Linked DNA regions of Mus musculus: all the other regions are linked to region 3. A link is a contact called in public Hi-C and promoter capture Hi-C data. All regions are on one chromosome and are shown on one strand. The core of a region is the stretch at or near the end of the contact, and the rest is flanking DNA. Distances in the headings are between cores, read along the strand shown. Region 1 overlaps Dip2c (disco interacting protein 2 homolog C). Region 2 holds the start of Idi1 (isopentenyl-diphosphate delta isomerase). Region 3 has its middle 88 kb from the start of Larp4b. Region 4 overlaps Dip2c (disco interacting protein 2 homolog C).

Region 1 (2,700 bases), core at 37-2,536, 370 kb before region 3:
AACAGGGAAGAAACTTGAAGGCAGGAGCTGATGCAGAAACCAATGGAGGGGTGCTGCTTACTGGCTTGCATCCCATGGTTTCTTCAGCCTTTTTTATAGAACCCAGGACCACATGTCCAAGGACAGCACCATTCACAATGGGCAGGGCTCTCCCTCATTAATCACTAATTAACTAAATGCTCTACATACAGGCTTGCCTACAGCCTGATCTTATGTAGGCATTTTCTTAACTGAGGTTCCCTCCTCTCAGATGTCTTTAGCTTTTTATCAAGTTGGCATAGAACTATTCAGTACAAATGGTCAAGGAACAGGGCAAACTTCCCCTATAGTATTCAGAGTCAAGCTCCTCAATGGTTAAATAGCATTAGAACAGTTTTTATAATTATTAGAGCATTAAAACCATGTCCAAGGGATGATCAATGAATTAGACATATGTAAATTCTAATAATGCATATCAGAATGCTAATTTTGATTCACTAATGCATGTTATGTGGAAACTTTGGATTGTTTCCTTTATATTACTCCATGTTAGAAGCCACCCTGTTAGACCCTAGGCACAAAAGTGCACAAGAGTTTTGGGGTTATGCATATATTCATAGATGACAGAAAACCTTCCACTGACTTGAGGGTATTACAAATAAATTTTGTCTTATACTACCTGAAGGTGGCTGTCTTGGTCGCTGTTCTATTGCTGTGAAGAGACACCATGACCAAGGCAATTTTTTTAAAGATAAGATTTATTTATTTTATGTGTATGAGTATACTGTAGCTGTCTTCAGACACAGCAGAAGAAGGTATCGGATCGCATTACAGGTGGTTGTTAGCTACCATATGGTTGCTGGGAATTAAACTCAGCACCTCCAGTGCTCTTAATGACTGAGCCATGTCTTCAGCCCCTACCAAGGCAACTCTTATAAAAGAAAAATGTAATTGGAGGCTTGCTTACAGTTCCAAACTTAAGTCCATTATCATCACAGCAGGAGCACAGCAGCAGGCACAGCAGCAGGGTGCTAAGAGCAGTAGTTGAGAGCCACATCTCTATCTGCTGGCAGGCAGAGTGCACCTGGGCCCAGCATTGGCTTTTAAAACCTCAAAACCCACCACACCTCTGTAGTGTATTTCCTCCAACAAGGCCACATCTTCTAACCCTTTCAAACAGTGCCTGCCACTCTCTAATGACTACGCAGTCAACCTATAGAGGCCATTTTTACTTGAACCACCACAGTGACATTCATTGGCCTCTTTAATCTTACACTCTTCTTTGGCCTCTTTAACTGTAGTCTCCCCTCCCCCAGCCTGAAACCTGCTTGCTCAGGGGTGGAGCTTTCCGCTCAATCGTTCTGCCACACCCACTGCTGGAACCTGCCGCTTTGCTGTTTGGAGCCACACACGTGGTCACCCTGCTACTGGATCCCGAGATTATTTGGCAGGAATCGGGCCCCCTCCCACTTCCTTCATAACTGAGTGTCAGAACAGTAAAATTGAGCTTTGATCAGAATGCCTGTCTTAGCTACATTTCTTTCTCTCGCCGCCTAGTCCCTCTTCTCTTCCAGGTTTCCAAAATGCCTTTCCAGGCTAGAACCCAGGCTGTGATCTGCTGGCCGGACACAACATTTAACCTTACACTCAGCTTCTGTTTCATGGACATTTCCATCAACAGAAGCACAAATACTCCTCATAGGAAAACATGGCAATCAAACAGGCTGTAAAAAGCACTTTTATAATCAGAGAACTAAAGCAAGAAGATGAAAGCCACCCTGTTAGACCCTAGGCACAAAAGTGCACAAGAATTTTGGGGTTCTGCATATGTTCATAGATGACAGAAAACCTTCCACTGACTTGAGGGTATTACAAATAAATTTTGTCTAGTAAGCAAATACACAAATATCAAGCATGTGAATAATGACTGAATTCCTACAGAAATTTCCTTGCATGTACTATACAAGTGTCTTGGATAAAGATTGGTGGTTGGGATGGAGTAGTCTACCTTTCTGAGGAGGCTTCAAATGGACAACCCTGGGTGACCAACCCATCTGATCCACCAAAGCCACCCTGGGAGCCTCTGGTTCCAAATACTTGGACAAGTGGTTTGAAGAATATTCACAGGACTGAACCATATGGGTCCAAGTTCTGTAATGAACCTCCCATATCTTTGGTTCCTATTTTATAAATGACGGTGACACCTGTCTTACACTTACCTCATAATGGCAGTGAGGGAAATACACACACACTAGCGCTCCATTTCACCCACATTGCGTGCACACGTTACTGAAGGCGAGATTCTTCACTAGCATGTCATTCTATGATGCACACAGGCATCAACAGCCCATTAGAGTCAGTCAGTGTGTGAGGCTTGAGTCACTGGATGTTTTGTAGACTCAAAGGTGGCAACAGACTCCTAAAAAGGCCATTTGCCATGTTCTTTCCTAAGAATATCATGCTATTTCTTGGTCTGAATTCTCAGCCTGCAACTCAACTCTCAGTACATCAGAATGTGACTGTATATTTAGGGCCAGGTACTTTGCAGATGGTCACCAAAACAAATGAACAAACAAAAACAAAGCTAGTGGAATGGACCCTAACCCACTATATTTGATGACCTTATCAGAAAGAGGAATCCGGCCAGAAAGATGGCTCAGTAAATTACTGAGCAAGTCTGATGACATCAGTTTCATCCCAGGAGCCCACAAAATGAAGAGA
Region 2 (2,700 bases), core at 76-2,575, 300 kb after region 3:
TAACAAAGAATACTTTAAGACAGTACCTTTGTCGATGTTTTCATTAAGGTGACAGTTTTTCTTGGTGTCAGCCCCAATTTTATTGTCATTTTCATCAATAAGAATACACATCTCCGCTAGAAGCTGAACCTGTTTTTCATCAAGATGGCTGGTATTTATTTCAGGCATTGTGACAGAATGTCTGATCTGACCTAGAACACTAACACAGAGAAAAGTCATTGTATTAGTTTGACATTCTAACACAAACACTGTTAGAAGTGAAAGTGGACTTCAATTACAACATTCATAAACTAATTTAAAATCCTCTCTAGGGCAGTTTTCAAATGTGAGCAATTTGTAAACTTTCTGAAATAACATCTTGAACTCCTAATGCCAGGATATAAAGAATGAACTTCAGAATCACAGGATAAAGTGATATTTTCTCACCCACTTAAAGATGTTTAAAGTACAAATGCACATCACCGAACTCAAGAAAAAGATCTAGACACATAACGAAGACGCGTTTCCATCTCTTTATAAACCCACGTGGACGTTTACCAACCACAACACCTGCAAAGCACTCTTAAACTAGAAGAAAGCTTAGGGGTAGACCTATTTATTCATTTTTGGAAGAAGACAAGTGAAGTACTCCATACTGGAGGGAAGAACAGATTTTTCTCAGGTCCCTTTTTATAACTCAACTCCCCAAGGGCTATGAACCATTACATTTCACGACTGCTGAATCGCTCGTCAGGGAGTTTCCATGGACAACCCTGAGAACCCGATGGGACTCAGTCGGCCACCCAACGCTTTCCAGGACCAGGCACCCAGCCCCGAACGTCAGAGGCCACCATGGCGAGTCAAGCTGGGAAACCGCATCACCTCAGCCTCATACAGCCACCCACCCTTCTTGGTCCCCTCTCGCCATCCTTCCCCAAATAGAAGGGAGGCTTACCAGAGATTCCGGCTGCAGGTGCTGAGAAGCTGTGCGGAGAGCTGTACTTCAATCCTCTCCGCAGCATGCTCCGCCTCCAGGCCCCGCCCTCTAACAGCATATCCAATCGCTCGCGCCAGTGTCCGTCCGCGCCACATGCCTCCAGCCAATTGCCAATCTAGCACAAGCCTGACGTCACGGCCGCGCCAGGTTAGCGCGCGGTGGCACCACTTGCCCTGCGTGTGGCTCTGAAAGAAGCGCTGGAGGTCTCCAGGAGTGATTGCGGCCCTGGGACCCGAGCGAGGGTGTTGGCGACTCCCAGTGGACAGCTGAGACGGCCCGCACGTCTAGCTGCTCCGCGGTGGGGAAGCTTCCTTTCTGGGGAGGCTTCTTGAGGAGGGTTCGACCTGTCGGTCGCCAGCCAATGGCACCTTGGACCATGCCCGGGCTCGCCAATCAGCTGGAGGCAAGGCTAGGGCGGGTCCCTGACTCTCCTTGAGTGTCTGTGCGTGATGATGTCAGATGCCTTGAGAAGCGCGCTCTGACAACTACAGTTTTCTCACTGGAATTCCTGTGGGTTGGTCTTGATGGAAATTAAGAAAATTCAAGAGATCATTGCTAATGGGTTAGTTTGGAAGCTTTACTCCTGCCTTCTCAACATGTTATTCCGGTCTGTTTCCAGTTAGAAGGTGCTGTAGATTTGCAGCAGCAATAATTCCCAAGGCGTTTTGCAATGTGGAGTAATTGTCCAGCAAAGTTAAATGAAGTAGAGGCCGATTGGGGAACCAGCGTTTGGACTGAATTAATTTGACAGTTGTTAAACCATCGTGTGACAGTCCATTCTTAATAAATTCAGCGACTCAAGTTACTATAAGATAGGAATTTTTCACTACAGATTATATGTGAAGCTTTTGTAAATTTGGTAGCACACGTCTTAAACCACAGCACTCAGGAGACAGAGGCAGGCGGATCTTTGAGTTTGAGGCCAACCTGGTCTACAAAATGAGTTCCATGGCAGCTGGGGCTACACAGAGAAACCCTGTCTGGAAAAACGAATTAATTATTACATATACAATTGGGGAAAAGTTTATGTCTCGAACAACCAAGTAAATAAAAGAACAAATAGGGGCTGGAGAGATAGCTCAGCAGTTGAGAGCACTGGCTGCTCTTCCAGAAGTCCTAATTTCAATTCCCAGAAACCACATAGTGGCTCACAACCATCTGTAATAGAATCTGATACCCTCTTCTTGTGTGTCTGAAGACAGTTACAGTGTACTCATACAGAAAATAAATATATCTTTAAAAAATAAATGAATAAATATAATAACAGTTATTATTAGTTACAGTAGTAATTATCATTATGATTTGGTGTAATTGTGAAAAAGTTAATTTAAGCTATTACCCCAGTCACGTTTATTATTTTTGTAGTATATATGTGTAGTGTATGCATTATGTGCAAGTGTGTGTTCAGGTACATAATGCCTTCCTCTGTTGCTTTTATTAACATTTTACTTTTACAATATTAACATTAATATTAATGTCAACACAATGCTCAGAGGCTAGTGGAGCTTAAAGGACAACTAAGAGAGTTCTCCCAGCAAGCTCAGGTCTTGAGGGTTGGGAGCAGGCGTCTTTACCCACTGAGCTACCTCACCAGCCCCTCCATCCCATCTTTTCATAGAGGGCATCTCACTGAATTAGAAGCTCATTGATTTAGCTAGATTTTTTTTTTAAAGATTTATTTATTTATTATATGTAAGTACACTGTAGCTGTCTTCAGACACTCC
Region 3 (2,700 bases), core at 10-2,509:
AGGCCAACACAAAACAAACTCAATGGTATCTTTGTAGAGTTTTTGGTTGGTTGGTCCCCCCTGCCCCCATATTCTTTGTTTGGATTTCTTCTTCCTTCCTTCTTTCCTTCTTTCCTTCTTTCCTTCCTTCCTTCCTTCCTTCCTTCCTTCCTTCCTTCCTTCCTTCCTTCCTCTCTCTTTTTTAAAGATTTATTTATTTACTTTATGAATATGAGTACAGTGTCGCTGTCTTCAGACATAACAGAAAAAGGCATCAGATCCCATTACAGATAGTTATGAGCCACCATGTGTTTGCTGTGAATTGAACTCAGGACCCCTGGAAGAGCAGTCAGTGCTCTTAACTGCTGAGCCATCTCTCCAGCCCCTCTTTCTCTCTTTTCTTTTTTCTTTTCTTTTCTTTTCTCTTTTCTCTTTTCTCTTTCTTTCTTTCTTTCTTTCTTTCTTTTCCTTCCTTCCTTCCTTTCTCTCTCTCACTTTCTCTTTCTCTCTTTCTTTTTTTTTACTAGTCTTTTGCTCGTTTATTATGATTTCCAATTTTGTGTTTTTTTTATGGGGTTTGTGTTTCTTGGCTTTTGTTTGTTTGTTTGTTTGTTGTTTATGAAGACAGGGGTTTCTCTTTGTAGTCCTGACTGTTCTGGACAAGACTGGCCTTGAACTCAGAAATTCACCTGCCTCTGCCTCCTGAGTGCTGGGATTAAAGGCCACCACCATCAGGCTTGTTTGTTGTTTGCTTTCTAAAGGGAGAAAGAAAGATGTGTGAGCAGATGAGTTGGGCATCAGGGTAGCCCTGAAAAAAAGGAGAAATGGCTTTAGAAGACCAGGGCCAAGCCACCCGAAGGTGGGAAGAGCCGAGGAGAAAATGACAGAGGGAAAACCTGTCGTCTGAATAGATTGCATGAAACGATATGTTTTCAACTTAAAAATAAGAACAAATCACATATATGTAAATATATCACATATTTGTGTATATATCCTACCTACCTACCTACCCGTCTGTCTGTCTATATCTATCTGTCTGTCTATCTAATCTATCTAAATATTCACATCCATGAGCAGTAGGGTCTCCGGCAGTCTCTGAAGAACTCTCGCCAAATTTCTTCTACAAGCACCAGGAGGAAAAGGATGAAGCTGTCTCAAGACCAAGCTCGGTGTCTTTGCCTTTTAAACAAGAGTACAAAAGAGATCCTCCTACCTTCTCTTGCTGCAAACAAAGGGACTTCCCTCGAGTGCTTTAGGGTGAGGATCGAGCACCCCCGTGTGGTGGTGAGTCCTACACTGCATCGTCAGGACGCGGACCTTTAGAAATCAAGTCCTTTAAGTTTCTATATACACCAGAGATTTCAAACGTTTTCAGTGTTAGAAAAAAATTAAAAGAATAAAAACTGTTCTGGGCTGGTGCTGTAGGAGGGGTATAACTCAGTGGTATAACATGCTCGCCTAGCATTCATGAAGCCCTGGGTTGAGTCCCCAGGACCACACACAGCTTCCAAGTCTATAATTGCAGTACTCAGGATCTGGAAGCAGGGAGATTTGAAGTTCAAGGTCATGTTTAATTACATAGTGAGTTAGAAGCCAGTCTGGGATACATGAGACTTTGTCTTAAAACAAACAAAAAACAAACAAAAACAAAAAACAAAACACCCAACCAACCAACTAAATAAACAAAACCCAGCAACATTAAGAAAAAAAACGGGACCTGTTTTATACCAATGCATGTTGGAATCGCTGTATTTCAGCCTGCCAAATCAAATAAGGTCTTTTGACATTAATTTCACCAGCATTTTCTATGTTTTACTGGGATGAGCACACTTGTACACAGGGCTCGTGCTGTTTATATCACAGTACAGAGTTTAACCCTACTGAGCCTCATTACAAGCTTTGGCTGAACTTAACAAACAGCAACAAATGGGTCTTTGGCTACCTGACCTAGGCTGGGCAAATAGTCAAGGAGGCAGGAAGTGGGAGGCTGGGCCCTTTGCTCTCTCTCTGCCTGTTTATTGGAGTCCTGACCTGAGGTTAGGGAGAGGTCCTGAGGCACTGAGGCAGAGCTGACTCCGGAAATTTCCAAAGCACGAGGGAACAGTGTGAGCAGCATGTGATCACCACATATCTGACACGCAGGACATTTGCTTTGCTGTGCATCTGACAGTGAGCATAGATGCCACGCTGGGGGCTGTGTTGCAGACCACTCTGGCTGGGCGATCCCTTGTCATCAAGGTGGCCTCTGTCCCATGGGAGCGCTTCACTGAAAGAGTCCCTACCCTCACAGGCCCTTTAGGGACTCTGTGGTTGCCACTGGAGATGAACCTACCTCCTTGTGTGTCTAAGAGGAGTGAGACCCGGTTTCCCCGATTCTAAAAAACAATTTGTGGATGCTTTCGGTGGCGTTAACCCATTTTTTTCCTTGACCTCAGATGCACGAGCAGACACTGCAGGTATCAGGGGGCTCTCTGGACTTTAGAACCCCATGCTCCTTAACCATGACAATCCTCTATATATGGGAAACAATATTTTGTTTACTTAGTCTAGTCAAGAATACCATTAAATCTCTATTTCAACTTGACAGGACCTACAACCACCCAGGAGAGAGAGCTTTGGGTGCGTCTGTAAGGAAGTCTCTAGACTGCATTGACTGCACCGATTGTTATTGTCCTAAATGTGGGCAGTACTGTTCCTTGGGCTGGAATCCACGCTGCCTGG
Region 4 (2,700 bases), core at 194-2,693, 300 kb before region 3:
TACTCTTTTGGCCTCCTGGAGCACCAGGAATGCACATGGTGCACAGATATAATACAAACAAAAACATCTACAGTCACAAAATAAAAATACGATTGGGTGGGGAGTGCAGGAGACACAGGAAAAGAAGCAAAAACTGACTTTTGTTTTTTGGCAAGGGGAAGAAAAACAAGGAAAGAGGTATACTGATTACCTAAAATGAATCTGAGATCCCACTGGGTACTTTATAAATGAATCTACTTATCTAGGATTTCAAGATGTCATGTTTATTGCCATGCTCACCTACATCTAAAGTCCCAAGAGCCTCAAAAACTCTTGAGAGCTCAGATTAGCAGCAATGTGGTCCTCAGAGCTGCTTGATGCAGTCCTGGCACGTTCCTACCAACCCACGGTGAGCAGTGTACAAAACATAACATTACATGCGATAGCTATGCACTAAAGAGGAAAAATGACATTCGGAGAAAGGAATGTGTCTGTCATTCCTGGGGTCTGAATACTAGGCCAACATCTGTTAAGCACCCAGATATCTGCCCAGGTGACAGTGAATAAGCCATCAGGGACAACCAGAAATCATGCAGCACCAGGCTCACTATCCAAAAGAAATCTTTGGCAATCTGTATATTTAACTTGCCTGGCAGGAATGAGAATATTCTTAAATACCCTTTAGACTCCATATAGTCCTAAAAATGTGTCAGACCACCTTGTAGGTAAAATGGGAAACTAGGTAACAGTGGATGTGACTACAACTTAACCAGAGCTAATGTTTAATTATGCATTTGCTTGGTAGTTAAACCAACACCTCATATCAAAACCCTGAGGAATAATTTAGAAGACCATTGAATCACTGTACTTCTTTCCAGTGTGGCCATACTGAATGAAACTCTACAAATTGCCCATTTCTGCTTTTCACTATAAATTAGTCTAACTGGCTTATTGACAGCAAGTGGCCAAGCTTTGTTTCTCAGGGCTTCAAGGATATGGGCTCTGACACTAATAACTCCTATAACATAATTGCTTGATCATCTAATCACATAGAAAAACAGGAAGATTGCCAAGTTTGTCAAACTCTTCCTCACGCTGACAACAGGAAGAAATAGGCCAACAGTAGTAAATACAAAAGTTCATTAATCCCAGAAACTCAAACAATAAAAGTGCACATATGAACAGAGCACTGTGGATACTATCTGTAAATGTCAGGGTGAAGAACGCAAATAATGGCTGTACCTGGCCTCTCATTTGCTGCTTCTTAATTAAAAATGTCTACTGCATATGTGAACACATTTGTATTTAAAGCAACATGTACTGAGACCACATATCCTCATTATAAGAAAAAAATGCACCACCATAACCAGCTATCAATTTTAATCCTACTCACTAGTTAAAATGATACTCTGAGTGCTCACTGGGAAATGGAAGATATTTTACAGAACAGGTTGGAAACTTTTTTTAAAACAAGAGCAAAGATTACAGGTCAAAGTCTAAATCAGAGTGCTAATAAAGCTTTCAACATGTGGTAATATTGCCAAGTCATTTGTATAAAGAACAATTTCAGAGAAGTGAGGAGACTCGTATCAACATTTCAATGGCATTTAACACAGAACTCAAGCAAAGAACCCTGTAATACTTAGCAAATTGCTACATGTCAGGCACCATTTCAGGTATTAGTATCAGAAAACAAGACCCCTGTGCACTTGTGCCACTTATATTCTACTCCTAGTGTGTTAAATTGTTTTTACATCACTGGTAAATCCTTACACCAACCATGTGCTTGATAACCCAATTATTATTTGCTGGTCAAGGCAGAAAATTCAAAATATTATGAAGCTAATATAGAACGTAGATATCTTGCTTTCTCTTAAACCAAATGTACTACGTAGCCTTAACTAGTTCCAAAGCCTTAACTAGTTCCAAAGCCTTAACTAGTTCCAAAGACCTTCCTCACCCTGCCTCTTCAGTGCTGGGATTATGGAAACACTCAAACAGACCTGCTTACAAATTTCCATTTCGTCAAAAGATAAAATGAGATGTGAATGAGCTATACTACCTACCATGGTGCACAAAGAAAAAGATATTTTCAGTTAAACAAAACTACAAAAGAAAGGGTGCAGCCAATCAGTATGTAATAATAAAGATTGACATGTGAAAAAAGAAAGAAAATCAAGGCATGAACCATACAAAAGCCATGAATGAGGTAAGAATGAGATAATATCAAAAAGAATTTTAATTGGAAAAAGGAAGTATCAATAATACCTAAACCCTATATAAGATATCCCAAGGTACTTGGCAATATTAATTTCTAGATCTAATCACTGAGCTTAGCAAGGTCAAGGCACACAAAAGTAAAGTCAACTTTCAATATGCTAGCAATTATTTAGAAACAAAACTAAAAGCATTATCATTGGGGCTGGAGAGAGAGCTCAGCTATTAATGGGCATTTGCAACCTTCCACAGGACTCAAGTTCACTTCCCAATACCCATGACAACAGGCTCATTAACTCCCTGTAACACCAACTCCAGAGAATCTTCTGACCTCATGGGCATTTGCACGTATGTGGCATACACGCAGACATACCCACACATACATATAAATGAAAAATAAATACAAATAATACAATTCAACTCACAATATGAAAAATGAGGCACATACATATCTAACAAACTTGTAAAATAGAGACAAGATATATATGTGTGTGTGTGTGTGTG

What was found. Promoter capture Hi-C pulls out the DNA fragments that hold promoters and counts their contacts. A called contact is a pair of places that touch in the nucleus more often than the background predicts.
Region 1: a Hi-C map of liver shows a contact between it and region 3, with 2.5 times the contacts expected there. The contact joins two enhancer-like sites. A contact is called at or near these places in 2 of 15 datasets of contacts at CTCF or cohesin (the NIH/3T3 cell line and large pre-B cells), 12 of 484 Hi-C or Micro-C datasets (the 4T1 cell line, Th1 cells, bone marrow-derived DN3 thymocytes and 5 more), 6 of 115 datasets of contacts at active chromatin or transcription factors (T-cell acute lymphoblastic leukemia, bone marrow-derived dendritic cells, bone marrow-derived macrophages and 1 more) and 2 of 9 other capture datasets (embryonic stem cells and pancreatic islet).
Region 2: a promoter capture Hi-C map of liver shows a contact between it and region 3. The contact joins the promoter of Idi1 here to the enhancer-like site in region 3. A contact is called at or near these places in 4 of 39 promoter capture datasets (the C10 cell line, liver and macrophages), 9 of 484 Hi-C or Micro-C datasets (bone marrow-derived macrophages, embryonic stem cells, erythroblasts and 3 more), 12 of 115 datasets of contacts at active chromatin or transcription factors (the 230-238 cell line, bone marrow-derived macrophages, embryonic stem cells and 5 more) and 4 of 9 other capture datasets (adipose tissue, liver, macrophages and 1 more).
Region 4: a promoter capture Hi-C map of liver shows a contact between it and region 3, with 6 times the contacts expected there. The contact joins two enhancer-like sites. A contact is called at or near these places in 2 of 39 promoter capture datasets (embryonic stem cells and liver), 2 of 15 datasets of contacts at CTCF or cohesin (the NIH/3T3 cell line and stem cell-derived epiblast-like cells), 42 of 484 Hi-C or Micro-C datasets (the 3T3-L1 cell line, the AML12 cell line, B cells and 28 more), 14 of 115 datasets of contacts at active chromatin or transcription factors (bone marrow-derived macrophages, cardiomyocytes, embryonic basal ganglia and 8 more) and 1 of 9 other capture datasets (embryonic stem cells).

Annotation. Positions count from the first base shown.
Region 1 is chr13:9,546,542-9,549,241 of GRCm38.p6, reverse strand. All of the region lies in intron 5 of Dip2c (disco interacting protein 2 homolog C), which reads right to left. Among named protein-coding and RNA genes, the nearest start is that of Gm36423, 130 kb to the left of the region's middle. Within about 2 kb of position 1,286, at least 29 of the 459 cell types and tissues checked have an H3K27ac peak or open chromatin away from gene starts, as enhancers often do. A contact at or near this core is called in liver, where this site is marked.
Region 2 is chr13:8,884,231-8,886,930 of GRCm38.p6, reverse strand. It overlaps Idi1 (isopentenyl-diphosphate delta isomerase), which reads right to left and starts at 1,325. Exons shown (of 5, transcript NM_145360.2): 1 at 935-1,325; 2 at 27-199. The coding sequence starts at 1,071.
Region 3 is chr13:9,180,615-9,183,314 of GRCm38.p6, reverse strand. No RefSeq gene overlaps it. Among named protein-coding and RNA genes, the nearest start is that of Larp4b, 88 kb to the right of the region's middle. Within about 2 kb of position 1,259, at least 30 of the 459 cell types and tissues checked have an H3K27ac peak or open chromatin away from gene starts, as enhancers often do. A contact at or near this core is called in liver and pro-B cells, where this site is marked.
Region 4 is chr13:9,480,729-9,483,428 of GRCm38.p6, reverse strand. The region is part of intron 1 of Dip2c (disco interacting protein 2 homolog C); the gene reads right to left. Among named protein-coding and RNA genes, the nearest start is that of Gm36423, 190 kb to the left of the region's middle. Within about 2 kb of position 1,443, at least 2 of the 459 cell types and tissues checked have an H3K27ac peak or open chromatin away from gene starts, as enhancers often do. A contact at or near this core is called in liver, where this site is marked.